Linked DNA regions of Mus musculus: all the other regions are linked to region 1. Evidence: chromatin contacts called from public promoter capture Hi-C data. All regions are on one chromosome and are shown on one strand. Each heading gives the region's core, a stretch centred on a gene start, on an enhancer-like site or on the middle of the called end of the contact. The rest is flanking DNA. Distances are from core to core; before and after follow the strand shown. Region 1 holds the start of Mapk12 (mitogen-activated protein kinase 12). Region 2 holds the start of Cpt1b (carnitine palmitoyltransferase 1b, muscle). Region 3 holds the start of Arsa (arylsulfatase A).

The links. Promoter capture Hi-C pulls out the DNA fragments that hold promoters and counts their contacts.
Region 2: a contact with region 1 is called in a promoter capture Hi-C map of embryonic stem cells, with 5 read pairs. The contact joins the promoter of Cpt1b here to the promoter of Mapk12 in region 1. A contact is called at or near these places in 10 of 39 promoter capture datasets (the C10 cell line, the HPC-7 cell line, embryonic stem cells and 6 more), 2 of 484 Hi-C or Micro-C datasets (B cells and CD8 T cells), 2 of 115 datasets of contacts at active chromatin or transcription factors (double positive thymocytes and embryonic stem cells) and 3 of 9 other capture datasets (adipose tissue, liver and pancreatic islet).
Region 3: a contact with region 1 is called in a promoter capture Hi-C map of embryonic stem cells, with 7 read pairs. The contact joins the promoter of Arsa here to the promoter of Mapk12 in region 1. A contact is called at or near these places in 2 of 39 promoter capture datasets (embryonic stem cells and liver), 2 of 484 Hi-C or Micro-C datasets (CD4 T cells and embryonic stem cells), 1 of 115 datasets of contacts at active chromatin or transcription factors (embryonic stem cells) and 3 of 9 other capture datasets (adipose tissue, liver and pancreatic islet).

The regions. Positions count from the first base shown.
Region 1 is chr15:89,138,451-89,142,205 of GRCm38.p6, forward strand. Mapk12 (mitogen-activated protein kinase 12) reads right to left here and starts at 2,253. Exons shown (of 12, transcript NM_013871.3): 1 at 1,898-2,253; 2 at 1,678-1,807. The coding sequence starts at 2,022.
Region 2 is chr15:89,424,260-89,427,954 of GRCm38.p6, forward strand. It overlaps Cpt1b (carnitine palmitoyltransferase 1b, muscle), which reads right to left and starts at 1,603. Exons shown (of 19, transcript NM_009948.2): 1 at 1,539-1,603; 2 at 929-1,088; 3 at 458-597; 4 at 6-183. The coding sequence starts at 1,069. Chkb (choline kinase beta) reads right to left here. Exons shown (of 11, transcript NM_007692.6): 7 at 3,533-3,614; 8 at 3,302-3,410; 9 at 3,065-3,168; 10 at 2,552-2,633; 11 at 2,090-2,402. The coding sequence ends at 2,331. Gm44502 (predicted readthrough transcript (NMD candidate), 44502) reads right to left here. Exons shown (of 27, transcript NR_004843.2): 6 at 3,533-3,614; 7 at 3,302-3,410; 8 at 3,065-3,168; 9 at 2,552-2,633; 10 at 2,229-2,402; 11 at 929-1,088; 12 at 458-597; 13 at 6-183.
Region 3 is chr15:89,475,768-89,479,515 of GRCm38.p6, forward strand. It overlaps Arsa (arylsulfatase A), which reads right to left and starts at 1,657. Exons shown (of 9, transcript NM_009713.4): 1 at 1,383-1,657; 2 at 1-888. C230037L18Rik (RIKEN cDNA C230037L18 gene) reads left to right here and starts at 485. Exons shown (of 5, transcript NR_077233.1): 1 at 485-518; 2 at 1,492-1,652; 3 at 1,775-1,880; 4 at 2,103-2,242.

The DNA of each region.
Region 1 (3,755 bases), core at 1,003-3,502:
GATAAGGAATAGTGTGCCGGAGGTCAAGGCAGGTCCTTCAAAGGATTATGAATTCTGCACTTTTGTGGTATAGAATGTGACCCAGAGCCAAGGACTAGAGCTTGAGGAAAAGGAGGAAGAGGAGAAGGAGGAGGAGGAGGAGGAGGAGTGGGGGGGAGGAGGAGGAGGCGGCGGCGGCAGCAGTGGGTAGGGCTGGCCCTGTGGCAACCCCATCTCTGGTGTGAGTGAGACATACAGCCTATCTAAACCTCAGGGTCCACATGGAAGGGTAGGTTACAATGGCAGCCTCCCCGAAATGTGTTGAGGCATCCTGAAAGCCACCACAGCCAGGTGAGGACAGGTCAGTAGCTTGATGTAAAGGCTCTTCACAAGGCAGGGGTGACCCACAGACTGGCAAAGAAGTGGGGAGTGAACGAAGAGCTCCACAGCTCTCCGTTCAAGAAGGGTTCAGGATAAGTAAGTAGGTGGAAGTTGGGGGCTCTGAGGATAGGGGTGGTTACACCCAAGAAAACACAGCCTTTTACTGTTTGGTTTGGTTTGTTTGGCTTTGGGTTTGGGTTTCTCTGTGTAGAAGCTGGCTGTCCTAGAACTAACTCTTTAGATCAGGCTGGACTCGAACTCATGGGGACCATCTGCCTCTGCCCCCCCAGGTACATGTGCTGCCACTGCCAGGCTTACTGAGTTTGTTTGTTTGTTTGTTTACTGCTTCCAGCTTTACTGGGAAGCAAAGAAGCAGACCTAGCAGGGCTGGTATCCATCCACCAAATCAGTTGAGTAGCAATGAGGAAGCAACGGGGCTCAGTTTGCTGTTAGCCACGAGATGTTCATTTTTCCTTGGAGCTATTGACTCTGATGATCCAGGAGGATTGAAACATCAGGACTAGGGCAGCTGTACAGAACAGAAGTGGGAGGGACAGAACTCACAGGTTCAGGAAGAACCATATCTAATAATAATAATAATAATAATAATAATAATAACAACAACAATAACAATAATGTCCCTGGTTGGGAGGAATGCTCTGATGGCTAGCAATGGTGATGCAAGAGGCTTAGGAGTAGCCATATGCAGGTAGGACGGGAAAGGAGATGCCTTCTGTATGGGTGTGAAGAAATACACACCCACAACACTAATGGCGATGCTCTGCTCCGTAAATCCCTTTATCCACAGAGACCCAAGGCTCTGGGATGATAGAGCCAAGGCTGCACACCTCGAGTATCCTGCCTTGCCCTGAATGCCTAGGATCCTGTATGTCTGGAATAGAAGACTCGGGTGGTGGGCAAAGGGAGACTAGGGTAGGGTAAGGAAGTACCCCTTCCAGGAAAACCCTCCTCACACCAACCTGATTGTCCAATCAGGTTTTGGAGTGAGACCTGAGGAATCCTTAGGCCTAGACCATAACCTGACCACTGCCTGGGCTGCGAAGGTAGAGGTGGACCGAAGGTGAAACCAAGCAATTGAAGAAGAGGCTGAAATTGTAGTGTCACCCAGAAAGGGATCTGGGCTCTGCCTCTGCTTTCCTCCTGAAAGTTGTTGAAAGTTTACCCAAGCTGGGAGCTAACTAGGTAGGAGGTACCAGGCCCTTGGAAGCAGAGACTGTGGGCAGGATTTGCAGGGGAGGGCAGGATGAGAAGAGGCCAGCGCACAATATCCGCATCTGGGGCGGGCTTTAGACTCACGTTCTCGTGGCGCATGTGTTTGAGGAGGCGCAACTCTCTGTAGGCGCGCTTGGCAAACAGCTCCGACTGGAAGGGCCGGTACAACTTCTTGATGGCCACCTTGTTGCCAGTGCGGCTGTCTACTGCAGAGCTGCGGGGCGGACGGCTTGGCTAGCGAACCGGCCCCGTAATCGCCAGCTGCCTCCTGCCCTGCCTGCCGCCCCGCCCGGCAAACGCTCACCACACTGCACCATAGGCACCAGAGCCAACGGGCTGCAGGTCTTGGTACACGGCGCGCACCTCCCAGGCCGTTTTGGTCACCTCCTGGCGGTAAAAGCCCTTGCGGGCGGGTGGCGGGGAGCTCATCCCCAGCCGGAGCACCGCGCCCCAGGACCGGACCCGGGATCAGGGGCTCCGCCCGCGCGCCCCGGGTCACTGCGTGGCAGGGCGTACTCCGCGCCGGCTACCCGCCTGCCCGCCTCTGAGATTTTCCTTTGCGGGCTCTTCTCTCGGGGTCGCCACCCTGAACTCTCTATAACCGCCAACTCCCACCCGACCCTTGTCTCTGGCCCGCAAAGTGGTCCCTCCCGGCCCACTGACCAACCGGCCCCCAGGCCCTGAGCACGTGACACCCCCGCCTGCCCTCGGCCCCTGCGGAAACCCGAGGAGGCCTCCGGGGTTGGGCGGAAGGCTTGGAAAGGGGGGGTTGTGGGGGAGAGCTGCTCCATAGCTCAGTCTCGACCTGAGATGAGAGGAGGCGTTGAAACACCCTGGCCAGCCTACACCCTCGCTAGACTTCTTGGCCCTTGGGTCCTAGCAGGTGCCTCTCTTAATTCCAGCCTTTCCTGTCCTCCCAGAACGTCGGACCCATTCTAGGCAACTTGAGACCACCAGGTTCTACTCAAGCCCCAGGTCTGGTCCACCTGCCCATACACCAATCATACCCCATCCCAAATGGTTCCTTTTACTGGCTCAACTCCCCGTCTTTCCCAAGGATGCCCCGCCCCTGGGGCTGATCCGTTCGCCTCCTTCTATATGGAGGAGGGATTTGGTTCAGTCTCCCAAACGTCTCAGGTTGCTTCCCCAGCCCCATTGTTGTGGCCACTGGCTCTCAACTTCCCAGTCTAAGATCCAGAGGGATGGGTCCTATCCTATCGGCCCTTCTAAGACTCCTTCACACCTCTGTTCCACCCACCCCAATCTGGTATGTGGAGTGGCCGCTTCAAGCATTGGACAGGACTGGTCTCTGTGCTTTCCACCTGTTGTCCAGCTTGGTCTTTAAAGCCCAGAATGAGCTAAAAGTGTGCCTGTCCCCGAAAAAAAGGGGGGATCCTTACGTGCTCATTCTCTCTGGGGTCCCGTGTAGACCTGAACCAGGTGCTCCTGGAGGGTCAAGCCAACATCCCTCCCAGAGCTGAGTAACCAAAGTCTGTTCCAGGATCTCACTGGCTTGACCAGTAGTAACAAGATCCCCAGAACCCCCTCTCTCCCCCTCCCTCCAAGCCTGCCTGCCTGCTGCCATGAATCAGCAGCTCAAGGCTAGCCAGAGCAACTTTACACCTGGGCTGCTGCTGGTGATGTGGTACATCCGCAAACTGACAAGAGCGAGCAGGGCAAGCTCAGGGCCAACACTCAAACTACATCTGCCTGGCTCCTGTGACCTCCGTGCCCTGGGAGGCCTCCAGACACCCACCCATACCACCCAAAAAGCTCCCCAGTTCCCCTCCTTTTCTGTAGGGGACTGATCTAGACCAGATTTTGGTACTAGGGCCATGTATTTGGGTTTGCTCCCGCTCCCAATCCCCCAACTTTGGACTTGGCTCTTGCCTTCTAGGTCCACCCCCCCACCCCACCCCCGGCCCCAACCTCCACCGCTGGACCAGTTGCCAGACTCAGATCTCTGGCGGTCCAAGATTCAGGACATAGACATGACACATGAGCTGTATCCTGGGCTAAAGTTGCCTTTTCGCCTTAGTCAGGAAGGAAAGCTATTTCCCATATCCTGTCCAATCCCTGAGGAAGAACAGATCTTTTCTCTAGGGACAATCCCCAGCCTCACCAGTAAGAGGGAGCCAAGTCTGTCCACCATTCCTAATGTA
Region 2 (3,695 bases), core at 353-2,852, 290 kb after region 1:
CTCACAGCCCAGATCTTGGTGGCATGGCTGGTCTTGCTGTGCATCTCGAACATCCACCCGTGGTAGGAGAGCAGCAGCTTCAGGGTTTGTCGGAAGAAGAAAATGCCTGTCGCCCAGACTCCGGTGGAGAAGATGACCATGCTGAGAAGTGCCTCTGTCTGTGGGGTCCCAAAGTGGCCATACCTATTAGGGAAGGAGGACGACTTCAGGATATCCCTTTGAGGCTACCCTTCAGGGAATTCTGACTGCAGTTGTTGGCTGGGATCTCCCTCTCTCGGGGAAGAAATGGGAAAAGAACCTCTCTGGTCTGAGTGTACCAAATACAAACTGCCTTGGAACTGAGAGATGGTAGCCCTGTGAGAGAGACCCTTGGTCACCAATGTCCACTACAAGATTCCTGGCCTTGGGAACTGTCCTGGCTCTTCTTCCTGAAACTTGTGCCTTCCAGGTCCCTTACCTTTCCGGGAGGCATCTCTGGATGCAATCGACCAGTCCCATGGAGATGTCCACCTTGCAGTAGTTGGAACCAACTGTTGCCATGACAACAACCAGCCAGCTGGTGGGGCTGCCAGGGTACACACCCCTAAGGATGCCATTCTGTAGGGAAGAAACAAAGCATCGTACTGGAGTAGAAAAATATCACTAGGCCCCTGGGTAGTCTTGAGGAAGGGCTCTTGGTCTTTGCCTCATCCGTTCACGGTGTGGTGTTCTTCCTCCATACGCGTACACCTACATTATATTTCCCCACCTCGTCTTCATTATTCTGCCGTCTGCACCACTGGATAGAGGCTATCTACAACCACCAGCACTGCTTGCCCAAAGCAGAGACAGATGCTGACAATGAGACAGTTTCTGACAGCTGGCTTCTGCCTAGGCACCTGCTGGGAAAAAGAGGCCCCGGAGAACCACCCGGAGAATCAACCCACACCTTGATTCGAATAAGGCGTTTCTTCCAGGAGTTGATTCCAGACAGGTAGATGTGTCTCAGAGCCTCCCGACTAAGCCGGAAGTCGACCCCGTCTGGGGTCACAGTGAACTGGAAAGCTACTGCCTGGTGTGCTTCCGCCATCCTGGGGTTTATTCAGCACCTAACAGGGCCAGAAGGTGCTTAGTGTGCCCAGCCCAGCCCCGCCCCGCCCCCGCCCAGCCACCTCTAGCTGAGCCTCCGCCCCCCACCTCCCCATCTGGTCCTCGCTTCCCCCACCCCCTGCCCGGTCCCCTATGCGACCACCCCCCCAAACCCGCCCGTGCCCCAACGCTACGCGCCCTGCTGGGTCCTTCCAAGCCTGGCCAACCGCCGCTGCCACCGAACCCTCGTGGGGTTCCGGGCAAGCCGATCAGCAATGGTGCAGGAATCTGGCTCCAGGCGCCCCAAGGGCAGCGAAGGGCGGCTTGGGGGTCTGGGAAAGACGCCCAGGGAAGGGAGTGGCCCCAGCACTGTCCTCGCCCGGATAGCTTGGCTGAGAGTAAGGGTGAAGTGCTGTGGGATGGAATGGCTCTGGGTCCGGCTGTCTTCCCTGTGCTGGTCCCCAACTCACAGCTCAGGTTTGCTTCTGTCGGTGTATGGGTCTGGCCTCTCTGGCCCATGTCCCCACGTCCTTCAGGCCTGGCCACCCCTGCCAGGCCCCGCCCTGTCCTCACTGGGAACTTGACACCCACTCCCAAATTGGGGTGGAGAAAACAGATAGGGGTGGAAACCAGAACACCCTCCTTTTGGGGGAGCGCCTAGGGAGGGTGGGTAGAGTGTTTTCCCACAAGGTTGCTGGAAGGTCTGGGACTGGGGAATGGAGGGTCTCACGTGAGCATGGTTGCATCAGTCCTAAAAATAGCTGAATGTAGGGAAAAGGTCACCAGGAGTCAGCTCAGCAGCCTTTTCCCTAATTCCAGGGCTCAAGGTTGACAGTGGCCCTCAGGGACCACTGCTGCTCCAGCCCTCTTCCCCAAGTCCCCCTTTTGTTAGTGTAGGAGCCCAATCTTCAGTAGTTGTTACTTCTAAACAGAAGCCAGGGAGTATTATGGGATAGGAGACCTCAATGAGCGGAATGGACCCCTCCCACTTTTAAGCCCAGTGCACTCAACAGAATGTCACTTAAGTCTGTATTTGTTTAAGTTTATATTTGTGAAGTTCATTTATTTGAGTACATAGCCCCGGGGGGCTCTCAGATGCCCACCTTGGGCAAGTACTAAGAAAAGGCTACAGAGGTCGGCTATTTCAACAACAGTCTCACTTTGAGGCACAGCCCCGTCTCTGGGGGTCGTCTGCTCTCTGCCCCTCCCTCCAAGGTCCTGCCCCGGAGGCTCCAGGAGAAACTTGAGGTGGGGTTGGATCCTCAGGATGATGGGGAACTCGTCAGCTGGCCCTTCTGCTGGAAGTAGAACTGGAACCGAGATTGGGCATACTCCTAAGGAAGGAAGTCCGAAATGCAGTGTGAGAAGCCTGGAAAACAGCATTCTGCCCAAAGCCACCAGGGCCTGCCCAGCTTTCCTGGAGGACGTGACCGGAGCAACTCTGCAGCGCCCACCCAACATGCCCACAGTAGGGCTTACTTACCAAGTAGCCGAACTCTATAGTGGACATCGAAGCCTGCAGGGTGGACCACAGACCCCAGAAAAAGTGAGATGCCAGGGAGTACCTAGGGAACGAGGGTGGGAAGAGGAGGTGCGCTCAAGAGCCCATTTCACACTGCCTGGCTTCCAGCCCGGGCTGCCCAGCCTCCAAAATATCCACGGCTCTGCCAGTTCCCTAATCCCCGTCCAGACTGAGACTCTCTCTGACAGTCTCTGGTGTGGTCTTCTACCTCTACCCTGACACCTTACCTGCAGGGCTCCTTTTTCTTTTCCTTTTTTTTGTTTTTGGTTTTGTTTTGTTTTGTTTTGTTTTGTTGTTTTGTTTGAGAAAGGGTTTCTCTGGCTGTCCTGGAACTCACTCTGTAGACCAGGCTGGCCTTGAACTCAGAAATCCGCCTGCCTCTGCCTCCCAAGTGCTGGAATTAAGCACCACCACTGCCTGGCCTCCTTTTTTCTTCTGAAGGGTTTTCCCCTCCCCTTTCCCCTCCTTTCTCACCGACTGATCTCTAGCAGCAATTCTTCTTCCCGTTTCTTCTGTTCCTCTTCGGAGAGGATCTCACCCTTCTGAACCTCTGCCAGATAATGGCGAATAAAATGGAGCTGAGATCAATGGACAAGAGTCAGGGACTGGGGAGATTGGAATATCACCCTCTGTAGCCTTTATTCCTCTTTTCGAATGAAACAGAACAGGAAGCCAGAAGGCTTTTCTCTTCCCAACCTCCAGACTATATACCTGCTGTTCTCTAGTGGGGTAGTCCGTGGGTCTTGCTTTGTAGAAAGGCCATTCTTCATAAGTATAATCATAAACCCACTCACAAAAATGATTCCCAATGTCAAAGCCCCTGGGAGGATAGAGCAAACATTCAGTCCATGGGCAGCGGGGCTGTGGAGGTGAAGGGCCTGGCCTGTTTTGCCAGGACCCTGTAGGAACAGGACCCACAGGAGGCAGTCCTCCCACACTTACCTGTAGTTATAACTACTGTACTCAAAATCAACCAACATGAGGTTATCATCACTGTCTGGCTCTGAAAGCAACAAGATGTTTCCTAGGGGAATGGGGATTTTGGTCACTTCAGGGCATGCTGCCCTCTTTCGGCGTGGGCTCAAAGACTCACATACATTCTCCT
Region 3 (3,748 bases), core at 407-2,906, 340 kb after region 1:
AGGCAGAGCGATTCCAGCAGGCTCGTTCCTTGAGCGCCCAGGCCAGCCCCTACCTGAGGCCCCAGTCCCGAGCCCTCCTCCTCCCCTGAGCCGCCAGACCCAAATAATCCTTCTGTCTGTAGGTCCACTCTCTGAAGCTCCAGCGAATCTGTCAGAACTCGGAAGGGGGTGGCCTGGGGTGTAACTCCACAGAGCCCCTAAAGGACCAGGGCTTCATTAACGTCACGAGCGGGGATCTGACCCTGTTCACCCAGAGGTGCCAGCACAGGCTTGGGATCAGGAGCAGAAGTCACTTCACATTGACCCGGGAGGCTCCAGCGCCATGGGACAAGGGCGGTTCGAAATTGAGGAGGAACTGGTGGTAGACAGCGTCGATCTCAGGCAGTCTCGGATACGCCCGCGGTCACGTGACAATTGGCTGACCCAGAAGGGGCGGGCTCTGGGACTGGGCGGTACAGAGTCGGGGCTAGGTGGAGCTGGGACCGGGCGAGGCGGAGCTGGGGAGCCGAGCCAAGCGGGTTTGTGTGCCTATGGGAACCTTCCGGGTGGGGCTGCTGCGGACCTGGGACCGGGGCGGGATAGGGTGAGGCTGGAGATTGCTCGCGTGCTCCCGATCCTTATCTGCGCCGGTTGGGGTGTCCCGTGCTGGGCTTGGTAACCTTACGTTCTTTGCTCCTGCGCGCTAGGCTCAGGACTGCCTAGCAGTGCAGCACTACAGCTATCTGGCTCTCCTGCTGTGTCGCTCTTAAATGCGTGTCTGGAGTTCCTCTGGCGAATGGTGGGCTGTTTGTCTCATTTCCTCTGATGAGATACTTGAGGGATCCTTGTTGAAAAAACATCAGCATCCCCCTTCTGACTGAGCAAAGAGGCAAAAACCATGGAGTCTGACTGCAACAAACCAGGAAGACAAATCTGATTGGCTGCTGGCTTTTTGCTCACAACCACCTTTGGTGAATTTTGTGAAACACAATGTATCAAATTATTTAAAAAAATCCTTTCCCTTCTACACGCGTAACTGGTGTTTAAGGTTGAGTGTGTGTGTGTGTGTGTGTGTGTGTGTGTGTGTGTGTGTATCTGTGGTGTTAGAGCTGGGATGTGTGTCTGTGAGTCTGGTGTTTGAGAAGGGTTGCTGGGTTCCTGTGTGGTATAGCTTAGGGCACATTAGTATTGAACTAATGGGAAGACAACATGACTTGTTTCTAACTCTTCATTTATACATTATTGAATATAACCTTTTTTTCTTATCAGTTTTAACTGTTAAGGGAGACTAACAGATATATCCCTCAGAGGGTGGAAGGGTGGGTTCTTAGTGTACTTTAACATCTAAAGGTCCCTGTGGTAACTGGACTTCCCAGATCTCCCCGCCCCCAAAAGCCCCTGACCTGAGTCACTTTTCCGGAGCAAGTCTCTTCCAGGGTATTTCCTTGCAGGTGGCTGTTCCTAGGGAAGTCATTTGTCCAGATTCTTGGCTTTGATTCCTCTCCAAGACAGAGTGGCACTCTAAGACCTCTGGCGTCAAGATGGTCACGACCTGCGCACCCAGGAAGGAAGACGCTGGAGCCAGGGGGGAGATAAACAGGGTTCTGGAAGGGCCTCCCGACTACAGTAGCGGATCAGACTCAGGATCACCCAGTGGTCTAACACAGGCTCAGGTCAGGAGCAGACAACACGTGACACTGAGTTGAAGGTGCCCTCTGGCAAGCAGAATGAGGGTGGTTCAGAATGACGAGTAAACTGGTCATTGATTTATTGATTTTTTTTTTTTTCACTGAAGCCTGGCTCTCTGGGCATCTGGAATTCTCCCGATGAAATCTGCAAGAAACTGCAGGAGGAAAGTTCGAAACTGCAGAGACCCCAGAGATGGCACAGGAAGGAGCTGGGTCTGACTGAGGCTACTGCACACCTCATGTGAAGTGGGGGGTGGCTGGGGGCGGGGGGGGGGGAGCAATCTTCAGTTAGTGGCTCTCTTAGTGTCACATTCCAGCACGGTTTCTGGACTTGTGCACGGGTGGGGGTTGCCGGTAGTCCTTCTATTTAGAGTCAGGACAGAAAGCTCTTCTGTGGCCCAGAAATCTTTGAAACTGTATTTGGATCTCTCCCAGCTGGTGGCCACTGTGAATTGTAATTTGAAAGGAATCAACCAGAAGCACTTTCTTTCCGTTGCTAGCTGGGGAACTACCCCAGGACCTGCGCATTATTCTCTGGAGAGCCCGAGTGGGGTTGCGATGTTATGCAAATCGAGGTACGTTTCCCCTGGGTTCTTGGGGGACTCAGGTGTGTGTACACGTGAAGGTTGCTTGGGCTCAGCTCTGACCTAGAGCTGTGGAAAACTTGGAAAGAGGTATCTGCCTGCCGCCAGCTCTGTTCAAAGCTGAGCACTGAAGGCCAACCTGTCTTTAGAGATGTGAACTCTCTCCCACCCCCACCCCCCCTTTTTTTTCCCACAGAGCCCCAATTGGAAGTAGCCTGCTAGGGTTGGTTCAGGAAGTGGCTTCAGATGATGCCTGGGGCCTTGCTAATTTTGGACAAACACCCACAGTTGAGAAAGGAGCCTTGCCTTGGGAGGCAGGTCTCTTATTTCTGTACCTTGCTTGCAAAGGGATAGGAGAGGCCTCTGCATGGGGGTAAGATGGGGTGATTGAGTTGCAACAGTGGCCTGAGTAGAGTACTGTGGCTGTTCTTGCATCAGTTTATGTGGGGACCTAGGACGTATCAGGCCTCCACCTTCCCTACCCTACTGCCTCTCATCATGGTTATGTATAGGCGTTGAGATGTACAGTGCTGATCAGGACCAACAGGGTAGTTCTAACAGAAGAGCAAATATCTTAGGCAAAAACAGACCTGATGGAGTCCTACCTGGTTGACCATGTGGGGTTTGGGGGTCTGCTGAAGGCAAGTTTTCAGTTGAGTTATGATCAGGGGCCAGGCTTTGTCATAATCTCTAAAGGAAGGGGAACCCTGAGACACCCCTTCACACATATGCTCAGAGGAAGAAGAGTTACGGTCAGATGACACAACAATAACCTCTGGTCATCAGCTGACCTGTGAATGACATCTTGCTGGGCAGATAACGAGTTTCCACATGCAAGACCTACTATGATTGTAGTTTATAGCATTATAGGAAAATGAAAATAGGGCTAGAGAGATGGCTCAGTGGTTAACAGCACTGACTGCTCTTCCAGAGGTCCTGAGTTCAAATCCCAGCAACCACGTGGTGTCTCACAACTGTCCATAATGAAATCTGATGCCCTTTTCTGATGTGTCTGAAGACAGTTACAGTGTACTTACTTATAATAGTAATAATAATAATAATAATAATAATAATGTCTTTAAAAAAAGAAAAATGAAAATAATTGTAAGCATTTTATTAGGAGTGCTGGTTCTTCTACAACAAAGTTCTTTCCCAGTGCTTTCAAAGAACTAAAGGGCTGGCAAGGTGGCTCAGCCGATAAGAGCACTCTTCCGAAGGTCCTGAGTTCAAATCCCAGCAACCACATGGTGGCTCACAAACCACCCGTAATGAGATCTGACGCCCTCTTCTGGTGTGTCTGAAGACAGCTACAGTGTACTTAGGTATAATAATAAATAAATCTTAAAAAGAACTAAAAAAGGCATTCTGTTCCCTCCGCCAGGCTCCACAGTAACTTCGATGAACATTAGACCTGGTAGTAATGGCAGCCGCGGACCACCGCGGAGAATCAGTGTAGCTGTAATGAGGGCGAGTTGAGATACAGCTACTGTTGCATGC